2 separate regions of the Gossypium arboreum genome follow, and region 1 is linked to region 2. The links are chromatin contacts, called in public Hi-C maps. All regions are on one chromosome and are shown on one strand. The core of a region is the stretch at or near the end of the contact, and the rest is flanking DNA. Distances in the headings are between cores, read along the strand shown.

The links. A called contact is a pair of places that touch in the nucleus more often than the background predicts.
Region 1: a contact with region 2 is called in a Hi-C map of leaf, with 2.8 times the contacts expected there. The contact joins the promoter of LOC108475797 here to the enhancer-like site in region 2. A contact is called at or near these places in 2 of 5 Hi-C or Micro-C datasets (both in leaf).

Annotation. Positions count from the first base shown.
Region 1 is chr3:11,029,371-11,034,886 of ASM2569848v2, reverse strand. It overlaps LOC108475797 (zinc finger protein JAGGED-like), which reads left to right and starts at 2,431. Exons shown (of 5, transcript XM_053026206.1): 1 at 2,431-2,860; 2 at 2,965-3,053; 3 at 3,416-3,550; 4 at 3,784-3,862; 5 at 3,980-4,666. The coding sequence starts at 2,859. The coding sequence ends at 4,436.
Region 2 is chr3:10,766,707-10,771,845 of ASM2569848v2, reverse strand. LOC108474477 reads right to left here. Exons shown (of 6, transcript XM_017776414.2): 6 at 3,046-3,724. The coding sequence ends at 3,350. Among protein-coding and RNA genes, the nearest start is that of LOC108474477, 7.2 kb to the right of the region's middle. Within about 2 kb of position 1,710, at least 1 of the 2 cell types and tissues checked has an H3K27ac peak or open chromatin away from gene starts, as enhancers often do. A contact at or near this core is called in leaf, where this site is marked.

The DNA of each region.
Region 1 (5,516 bases), core at 1,182-3,681, 260 kb before region 2:
AAAAGGCGATTTGAGTTCTAGGCTTTAAATAAGTGTTTCGAACTTTGGTTTTTCAAATCATCTATGAGAGTTTTTGCCAGAATTTTATATTTTGGAACATGCACTAAGTTTGATTAGAACAAAAGCTTTGAATGAGTCGATGTAATTCCTCAGTATCCGGTCATAACTTCTAGGATTTGGGGTGTTACACGTTGGGTCAAAAATTATAGTTTGAGGTTGAAAAAGGTAAGAAACGATGTCTTTAGGTAGTTGCCTAGAACGAGTTTGTTGCATATGAGGTTGTACTTAAGGGCAGGCATTTGGGAATATATAGGTGAGGATGAGGTTATGGAGACCTAGTAGGTGAAAGGCGATGCCAGCAACTCTACAATTGATTCCTAGGTCAATGACACAATAATGAAGGATGTGAAAATTGAGGAGTTTAGAGAAAGGGTTGTTGGTGCTAGTGGTTGTGAGTGAAGGTGATGCCAAACGCAGCAAATTTAGTGAGGACTAAGGAACAAAAGCTAGACATATAATAAATAAATTATTATTTATAAAATAAAACAAGAGAGAGAAGTTTGAATCTAGTTTAAGTCTTGTTAGTGAGGTTTTTAAAGAAAATTATTTTATTTATAAAATTATTATTTTAATAAATGAATTTCATGTTTGACAAGGAGAAAATGGGTGTTCATTTATTTATAATTTTGTATGTATTTTAATCGAAAAATGAACTTTTAAATATTTTTAATTTTTACTTTTTAAATTTAAATACTACTTTTTTATAATTAAGACTAAATTTATAGAACGTTTTGATTTTTTTAATTAGTACCAAATTGATATAATCTGTAAACAATATAAGGCTAAAATTGTTATTATACCAATAAAATGTCACGTCAACATTTTTAGTAATTTAATTGATGAATGATCAACATCTTAAATTTTGATAATATTAGTGACTAAAATAAAAATATTTGAACTTATGTGACTAAAACCGTTAATAATTGAATGGTTATTTATATAGTTAACTCTATTTATTTTCGCAAATGAAAAGAATAATGAAAAAGACTTTTTTTTGTGTGTGTCATGATAATTTTGTAATTTTGAAAATTAATTTTTTTATTTGGATATTTTTGAATTTAGATTTATTTGAGTAGTTTTTTAATTGAACTTTAATTTTGAACCAAATAGAAACAAAATACTCTAACCATGTTGACCATAGTTTTAAAATTGTATTTTTAATAGCTTTGATAAATTAAAAGGTAATATTTGGAACAAAGTAAAATGAAACTTCTATCATATTTTTTCACTCTTTTTTCCAACCATCTTTAATTCCAATAGTTTGCATATGAGTAAATCTGTTCACTTAAATTCAAAGTTTAGTCCGAAATTTAAATAGATATGGGTAAAAATTTGGCTCGAAAAATAAGTATATGTAAAAAATTAGACATATTTAAAAATGAGTCATACTCGAGTTTGAACTTTCAAGATCTAAGCATAATATTAAATTGAAAAATTGAACTTTAACAAAAATTATATAATATTATTATAATATAAATATTAAAAATGTTAAGGTGACCATATATAAAATTTTAATAAATAAAAATATATTAAATTATTAAATTAAAAATAATATAAATATATTTTTCAAAGGTCTAAAATAAGTTTAAGGTTAATCATTTATAAATATAAACAAATTTAATTAAAATTTTAGACTCATATATAATATTATGCGTTAACAAACGTAAAATGTACTAAGTAGAATTCGAGCCAACGCATTAACAGAAGGCATTGGGAGAGTTTACAGAATAGAGGAAAAATAAAGAAGCGTAGCTGCATGGTAGAACAACATATCAATTAATTTCTACACGTAATAAATAAATAAACCAAAATAAAATATTGGTTTTAGTGAAGGGCATTGATCAAGCAACGAAGGGAGTTCCAAAGAATAAAACAACACTTTGTGGGGTTCAGTCTACATCCAACTTAGATCACAAAAAACCTGATAATGAGATCTTGATAGTAACGGTTCCTTGTTCCATGCTGCGCAAATTAAATAAATAAAAGATAAAAATAGAGAAACAGTTCATTGTTTCATGGCAAAGCTCAGGGTACAATGATATTGCCCAGGAAGCCCTTCAACCTACATGGGGACCAACCATTAAACTTTTACCACACCCACTTCTTCACATTATGAGTATTTCCCAACCTTAATCTTCAACTCTAAACCATGTCCTTCAATTTTCCATTTTCTTATATGCATGTCTGATTGTGAACAGCAATTTATGTTTGATTTTGGTTTATAAAGACTAAGTTTTTTAGAGTTTGCAAATGTATTTCCTAACAATATACTTTTAGGGTTTGAATTTAAATTAATGCAATATATCTTATTATTACATTTAACACTTTACTAATGTAATATATTGCATTTAACACTTTACGATCTCTGAACGTTTTTGAAGTTTTGGGTTATCTTTGATGGAAATAGTTTAGTAGGGTATAATAGAGTTGCATTCGAAAGGGCAAACGTGTTTCTATCAAACCAACGAAATCAGTAGCAACAAATGACTAAAGAGTTGATAAACACAAATACTGGCCATCTCCTATTTCAAGTTGCGAGAGCCACTGTCCCTTATTGTTGTTTCAAATTGAGAAAAGAGATAAAGAGAGAGAAAGAGGGGAGGAGATGAGTCCAAAGAGGATGGCAGAGAAACTGATAGAGAACTTTCAATGCTCCTTTTCTCCACCTTCACTCAACCACCCTCTCTATTGCAGTCCCAAACTCAAGTCTTACAATTTTCTAAAGCTTTAGTTATCTTCCCATCTGAAACGTTGTTCACCTCATATTTTTTTCCTGTCTTTCTCTGTCGGTACCATCCATGTAGGTTTCATCTTCTACCCCTTTTTTTTTCCTTCTTTTTTTCCTTTTTACTGTCTTTCTCTACCATCTCCTAATTAATTGATTTTTCTATTTTGGTTTTGCAGGAGACCTGAGAAGAACCCCCTAGACCTCAACAACTTGCCCGACGAATACACTAGGGATGGTAAACAGGTGTTTGAGGAAGGGTCCTCTGGTATATATCTGCTACTATGATATTAGTAATAAGCCTTGAATAAAACAACAATGAAGAAAATATATTTACACACATATATATACACACACTCTGGTTCTCGTCCTAGATTTGAACAGAAAAGATATGTTTTCTTTTTCTTTTGCTTCACGCTTTTCAACACTCTATATAGAGTGGCCTAGCTGTGTTTATAAACTTCAAAAGGAGCACAAGTTTAATATAAAAGGAAGAGGTGGAAAAGGAAAGAGCAAGAGATTGAGGGTTTGAAACTTAAAATAATTTTTGTTGGGTTTGGATGGATTAGGGTTGGGGGTTTGGGGCAAGAATGGTGTCGTGGGAAGAGCTTTAATTGGTGTTGTTTGAAGCAGGCTATAGGACAAAGAAAAGCGGCGGCAGGGATGGGAAAGATGAGTGCGGGAAGGTCTATGAATGTAGGTTTTGTTCGCTCAAGTTTTGCAAATCTCAAGCTCTTGGGGGACACATGAACCGCCATCGCCAAGGCAAGTCATTTCACTTGTTTATTCCCACATGGTTTTTGAGGTAGATTAGCTAGGTCACTATCTTTACACACTTTGGGGATTCGTCAAAGGTTGTTATAATGACGATGGCTTGGTCACATCGATCTTGATGAAAACTATATATGCTGGTTTTGTTGCTGAATTTCTTGGTCTGGTTGTGACACTAGTGTTTTATTTTATTTGATTTGATTTGATTGCTGTTGTTGGGTGGTCAGAAAGGGAGACAGAGACACTGAACCGGGCTCGGCAGCTGGTTTTCAGTAACGATAACTTGGCCACCCCAGGGAATCCAGGGTATGTTCCTTCAAGATTGACACATATGTATAGAGACGGATTTTTTCTGCTACTCCAATTTTCATCTTTATCCTTTATTACTTCATTTTGCGGTTGCTGATGTTCCAATGACTGCAGCTACCATCCAAGCTACCATCCCGCAGGCAATCTCGGTGATCCAACACTCCCATTTAGAACAGTTTGCCCACCAAGATTGTTTTCTGCTTCATCAAATTTGATGCCTCCAACTCCAATATTACAGCCACCGCAACCATATTTACAACCATCGCCCTCACGCCTCAGCTCCTCCCACCTTCCCCAATACCCAGCTCACTCAGTCAACGACTACTATGTAGGACATGCCCTCGGAAGCAGCACTTTGTCACATTCACAATATCATCCCCAAAACCTAAACTATCTGGGTGTATCCGACTCTAATTACACTTGCATTGGAGCCCCAGTAGGAAATGGGTTCGGTCATGGTTCAACCCGTGGAGCGGATTTGATCGGGTCAGGACGAGTAGCTTCTGGTTTTAGAGACGTGACACAGAAGCATTTGGATCATCCAACCAATCGATTTCAAGATGGGTTCTAAAAATTGTTTCATCTTTATCTTCTCCTTTAGAAAGATTTTTCTTATGTTTATCAAGTATTTATCTGGTTTGCACACAGCGCCCAAAAAGAAACTTAACAAGCTAACAAATGGTTTCAAGCAAGTGTCGGGCGGATCATACATGGGAAAGAGGTGGATCGAGTCATGAATTTGTAAACTAAAGGTTTTCTTTCGCTTAATAAAATCTGTGATAGCCCATTGATAAGAGTGTACTCATCCTACAAGTTACGTATTGAGCTTAAGTTGCAAAGATTTCTTGTTCATGATGAGTTAGCTATTTGTGAAAAAAAAATGTAGCAAGTGATATTAGAATCCATCAAGGATAATTATTTAAATGCCATGAGCATGAATTTAAAAAAAAAAATGAAATGTGTGATTGTAACAATATTATTCGGTAATTATCACATGTAAAAAATTCTTCACTGGAATAAGTACTCTTATTCATATAAAAATAAATAAAAGGATTTTGATAATTGTAGCCTCACCTACAAATTTGATAATACAAGTTCTAACCCTAAGAAGGAGAGTATTACTTGTAACACTTTAAAGCCCATAAAAGTTAATCTCAACTTGATTTGGGTACACCTTAAATTTATAATAATATATATTAGATTATAAATTAATAAAAAAGCTTTATAAAAATTACTTAAAATAATTAAAATGTTTTCATAAAATTTAGTTAATATGTGACATAATCTATATAAAGTAGGTCAGGATCAAAATCCCTCGTAAAGAGCCGGTGCAATAAAGACTAAACAAACCATTTAAAAAGTAAATAAAATAACTTTTTTTTTTATATTACATGATTTGTCAAATAAAAATATATATTAGTAATGGAACGTGTGGACAGAAGAGAGGCGAAAGTTTTTGGTTTATGTACAGAGATTGTGGCAGCTTTTTGAGCACGTGGACAGTCTCGACTAGTTTGGCTTTGGGCTTTGGGGATTGGGGGTTGTATTGAGCCGACTGTGGGTAACCGGGGACTATAGCTAGGCTGTGGGGTATATAGTTACATATGAACTGAAAATTTCTAGCCCTCATTTTGCATTTGAATTTTTTTTT
Region 2 (5,139 bases), core at 461-2,960:
ATTATAGTATACCATAATGCATATCATATGCTATATATTATATAATATTATAACAAATTATAAAATTAATAGTTGTATACTTTATACATATTAGTTTTTATTGTCACGTGATTTTTGCATTTAATATTTAATTAATTTTTAAATATTATATTTTTCATAATAAATACAAAAACTATTTAATAATAATGATTAAAATTTATTTTTAATTAAAGAGTATTTGCTTTACACAATATAAAATTCTTTAATAACAGATCATATTATCTTATCATCGATTAAAATAATCTTTCTATTCTCTTCTAAGAATCATGTCTTTAACGCTCCATTCTTTATGCGATACTAAAAATTTCAATTTTTATGGGCAATTCTTGTTTGATGTCACTTGATTGAATATGTTAAATTACTAAATGCTATTTATAGAGCTAAACTTAAATTTTAATTGATATATAACTCTACTATTAATTAAGTGATAATTAATCTAAATAAATCCTTATTTTATGCTAACTCCTTTTTTAATTAGACTTATTTTCAAAATATAACTCTATTTTACATTAATAAAATATCACAACTTTTCCTAATAGAATTACCATACATATACTATTTTATAACTAATAAATCTAAATTATATTATTATTATCATTATTATATATTTTTAATATAACTACAATAATTTTTTTATAGAAATATCATAATTTTTTTAAAACAATTATAGTATCTTATTTTTAACTACTAAATCTAAATTAGATTACAAAAATAAATCTATAATATAATATAATTAGCACATCTTCTAAATTTAATATAATTTTCAAAAATTTTATTTTATTATAAATATAATATATTAATTCATTTTGTAGACTTCTTCTTATTTTTTATACTTTTAACTAAATCTAAATCTATAAGATAATTATTAAAACTCTTTTATTATAATATATTTCTTTTTCAACTAATAAATTTACAGTTATTATAATTATTAGAAATTTTATTTTAATATCTCTACTATGATATATTTTTCCACTTTTTAAATTGATTATAATTATTTATAAATATTAATTTAGTAATATAATGAAAAATAAAAAAAATATTCTTATTGGTTTAAAAAGTTTCTCAAGCTCGTACTTTTATGAATATTATAGATAATATATATATATATATATATATATATATATATATATATTATAATGTTATATGTATAATATATGACAGAATTTGGGTGGAAATAAGAAAATTAAGAAGATTAAAATTAGACTTGAGATGGAAAACATTTCTCTTAAAGTTTTTAGTTTGTTTCTAAAATATAAGTCATTAGTCACGAAATTAGAGTAGTGAAAATAACATAAATTGGTTGAGTGAGTCTAAGTTTTGATTGGTATCAGTATTGTTATCAATGCAGGAGGGCGTAGATTTAAGTGCGTTGAAGTACATTATCCTCTTATTTAATAGTTGAGGATGGGCTATGAACAGTCCTAGATTTTATATAAAAAAATAAATGTAATAAAAAACTATAAGGAGATTAATGTTAAAAAAATAACATAAATTAAATCTAATATAAGTGCTGAATAACGGTACATCAACGTATATTTTTCCATAACACTTTTCTATAGAAAATTAATAATTCAAATGCAATAGTAAGTGAGCTTCCTATCTAATGGGCTAGGCTATATATAACCCAATAGGTAAGCCTGCCGACGTAATGGGTTGGGCACCTAATTCAGTTATTCAAATTATAAAAAATTTGTTACTAAATATAAGATTACTGATATTGCAAACTGCTAACCTAATATATATGTTAAACATATACTGACCTAATTTAAATATATACACATATATGTTAGACATTTTTCCTAAGTACTCAAAGAGCAGCAATTTTTTTTTTTCTTTTTTTGGTAATTTTGGAATTGAGCAGTGCACTTTTAGATTGTCCAAGTATGATCCACCTTGTACTTGGTTAGGTAACGTAACCCCATTGAAGTAAACTTGGTATATTTATGGATAAGGTCAACTCCTACAAAAAAAAAGTTGCTTCCTTTTTGATTTTTTTACACCGAAAAACTTAGTTTAATGTTTAGTTTGTTTTTTCATTTAGTTGGTACATGAACTTATATTCTATCACCTAAGTTGGTATCTCTACACTAACAATGTTAATTTATATTGACGGGGCATTGATAACCAATCTGTAGGTGATACGTGGAAGCCTCTCAATATCCCACATGGCAATAGGCTCGGCCTTAGGATTGTTTGATAGTACAGCTACCTAGGGCCCAAAAAATCAGTTTTTAATGTGGGGAAAAAAATTTCAAACTAAAATAAATTAATTAAATGCCTAAGATTTTTAATTTTTCATCATAAATGCTTCATCAAATGTCAAGAACGGGCCTGCGTAGCAGATATAAGTTTTAAAATTTAAAAAAATATATAAAATATATAAATTAATTTAAAAAGGTATAACATCAAGAATGAACCTCAACAAAAATTTACTCTTTTATTACTTTATTTATTTTTAAATAATTTTTTAAAAATTTTAAAATTATTCTCACATGTGTCAACACTAGATTGTTTATCAATGCCACGTTAATAGAAACTAATAGTGTTAATGGAGAAGTACTAACTTGAGTGGTAGAATACAAATTCAAGTACAAAAAAAAAGTATCAACTAAATATTTTTAGATAAGTTTAGGGGCAAACTAGATATTAACCCAAATATCTCAGATTTTATTTGTATTTATTCTCTCTCCAATTTTGATACGCACTTCCTTGGCATGCAAATTGTTATTTTTTTAATGCTTCTACAAAGATGGGAAATTTTAGATTTACGATTCAGTCGAATTGTTTTTTATAAAATATTTTTCAATATACGTTTTAGTGATTACTCAAAGATTTCCTTACCATCATAAGTTGGATTTAAAGTCTCGGTTGACGTTAAATCCAAAATATGAATCTAGACAATCTAATCTTCATTCGTCTTGAAAATAATAAGTAACTGATGAAAAAGAATCCTATTTATAATTCAGAAAGTAGGTGCTAAAACATGATCCTTAACGCTTAAAGAACTTCAGAAACAGTATTAAGTTTATAAAATCTGCTTATGAGTTGGTTTGGGAACTCAAATGCCTGACAATATGCAATGTTGGAAAATCTACAATCTAGTCTTAAACTATGACAAATGAATATGATACGATGGTAGAAGCATTACAAATTCCCCCATGCAAACTTCAAGATTTCCATATCACTACTTCACTGTTTTAACCTATAGCAAAGTTTCTTTTATATTTGAAATTCCCCCTTCTTTTCCTTGTGTTTTTAGTAGACACTGCTCGAGAAAATCAAAAGAATATGCGATTGAACAACCGACACGTTATGATGAAGCTCCTTGTAGCTTCAGTGAACCAAATTTCACATTCACCAGCTCAGCAGCTGCACGTGCAGCTGCTGTTGCACGCTCTGCAGAGGCAATAGCAGCTCGAGCTCTTTCCAATACATCAGATGGTCGTGAATTTGTCTCTGTTTTAATGTCAGAAATTGGACCGGCAGTACCATTTTTCACTGATGGCTCAATTTCACTTCTAGTCAATTTACCCACGTGGCTGGGAACTTGGTGGTGTTGAGATGCCGGCCTAGCATCAGCAGGCAAAATAGTTTTTGCCCCATTAGAAGGTGAAGATTTACCAGATGCCTGTTTACTGGGAGCTTGAGAAACTGCAGCCTCAGCACATACTTGCTTTGATCCAGCCTGTAAATAACATTAAAGGCCAAGTTATTACAGATACCAGAATGTGCGCATAAGTGTGTGTGCCGGGTGGATGATTATGGGTGCGTGAATTCATAGAAATTTTAAATGTATGGTTTGTTATTTTCCAGATACAGTTTGCAGTAGCTACTAAAAGTTGTTCTTCAACAGAAGAAAAGAATCCATGTAGCCATTCCAATTGATGCAGGAGCAGTTGTTTACTGTTCTTTCTTTTTCTTTTTTTGGTTGTGTGCACGTTATCTTTGTAACAAATAGTTACTTACTAGCATGTGAAAATTTTATTGATGTTTATTTGAGCCTTGAAAGCTTGGGCTAAGTTCAATAATATGCTACTGACCCTAGTATAGATAACCCTAGTGATTTGTATTCAGCAACATATTATCTTAGTCTTGATGCATTTCTTTCAGATTTAAGAGGTATCTAAACCTTAGAACCCTTCTTTTATCATTCCACTTTAACCCATCCTACATAATTTCTGTAATTTGAGTTGTTGTCTATCATCTTTTATTTTACCAAAATGGAATCAAAACTATGTTTGGATGCGGAAGGGGTCAAGATGGTATAGGTAATCAAGGGCAGCCAGAAGAATTGGTTGAGCTGAGGTGCGTAGTTGAAGATTTGTCATTGGTACCTACTGTACAGCAACGGGAACCAGTGAGCTGGAATGGGGAATTGCATGTTGAATTGATTTCTAGCATATTGTTCAAATTTATCACTCCTACATTTGTGCTTAAATTACTTAATCAAGTTTTTCAGAAATCAATTTATCCCCTCTTGATTAATTCACCATTAGAGCTGACACTGACCACCAAGTATTGATACTTGAGTTTCAAGAACAAGCTTAGTGAGTGTCATGCTACGTGGAGTTCCTTTCTTGAAGAGTTTAAAGGCAACAAACTATGCATTCTAAAGGGGTCTTTGCGAGAGAAAATCATCAAAGAACTCCATTGGATGGTTTGGGAGGGCATTTAACTAGAGATAAAACCATAGAAATGGTGGCAAATCGGCTTTATTGGCCCAAGATGTTTAAGGAAGTTGGCATATTAATGAGGCGTTCAACTTTTCAATTTAGCAACGACAGCTCACAAAATATGAGGTTATATACCCCATTGCCTGAATCAGAAACATCATAAATCCATTTGAACATGGATTTGTTCTCAGGTCTTCCAAAGACCTCAAAGAGGCATGACTCCATTTTTCTTGTGGTAGATCAATTTTCAGAGAGGGCACACTTCATTCCATGCTCTAAAATTGTCGATGCTTCTAATATTGGAATTGTTCTTTTGTGAAGGGGTAAGGCTACATGGTGTTCCTACTTCTACTGTTTCCGATGTCAAATTCATGGGACACTTCTGGAGATTGTTGTGGAGGAAACTTGGGAAAATTATTCCAACAAT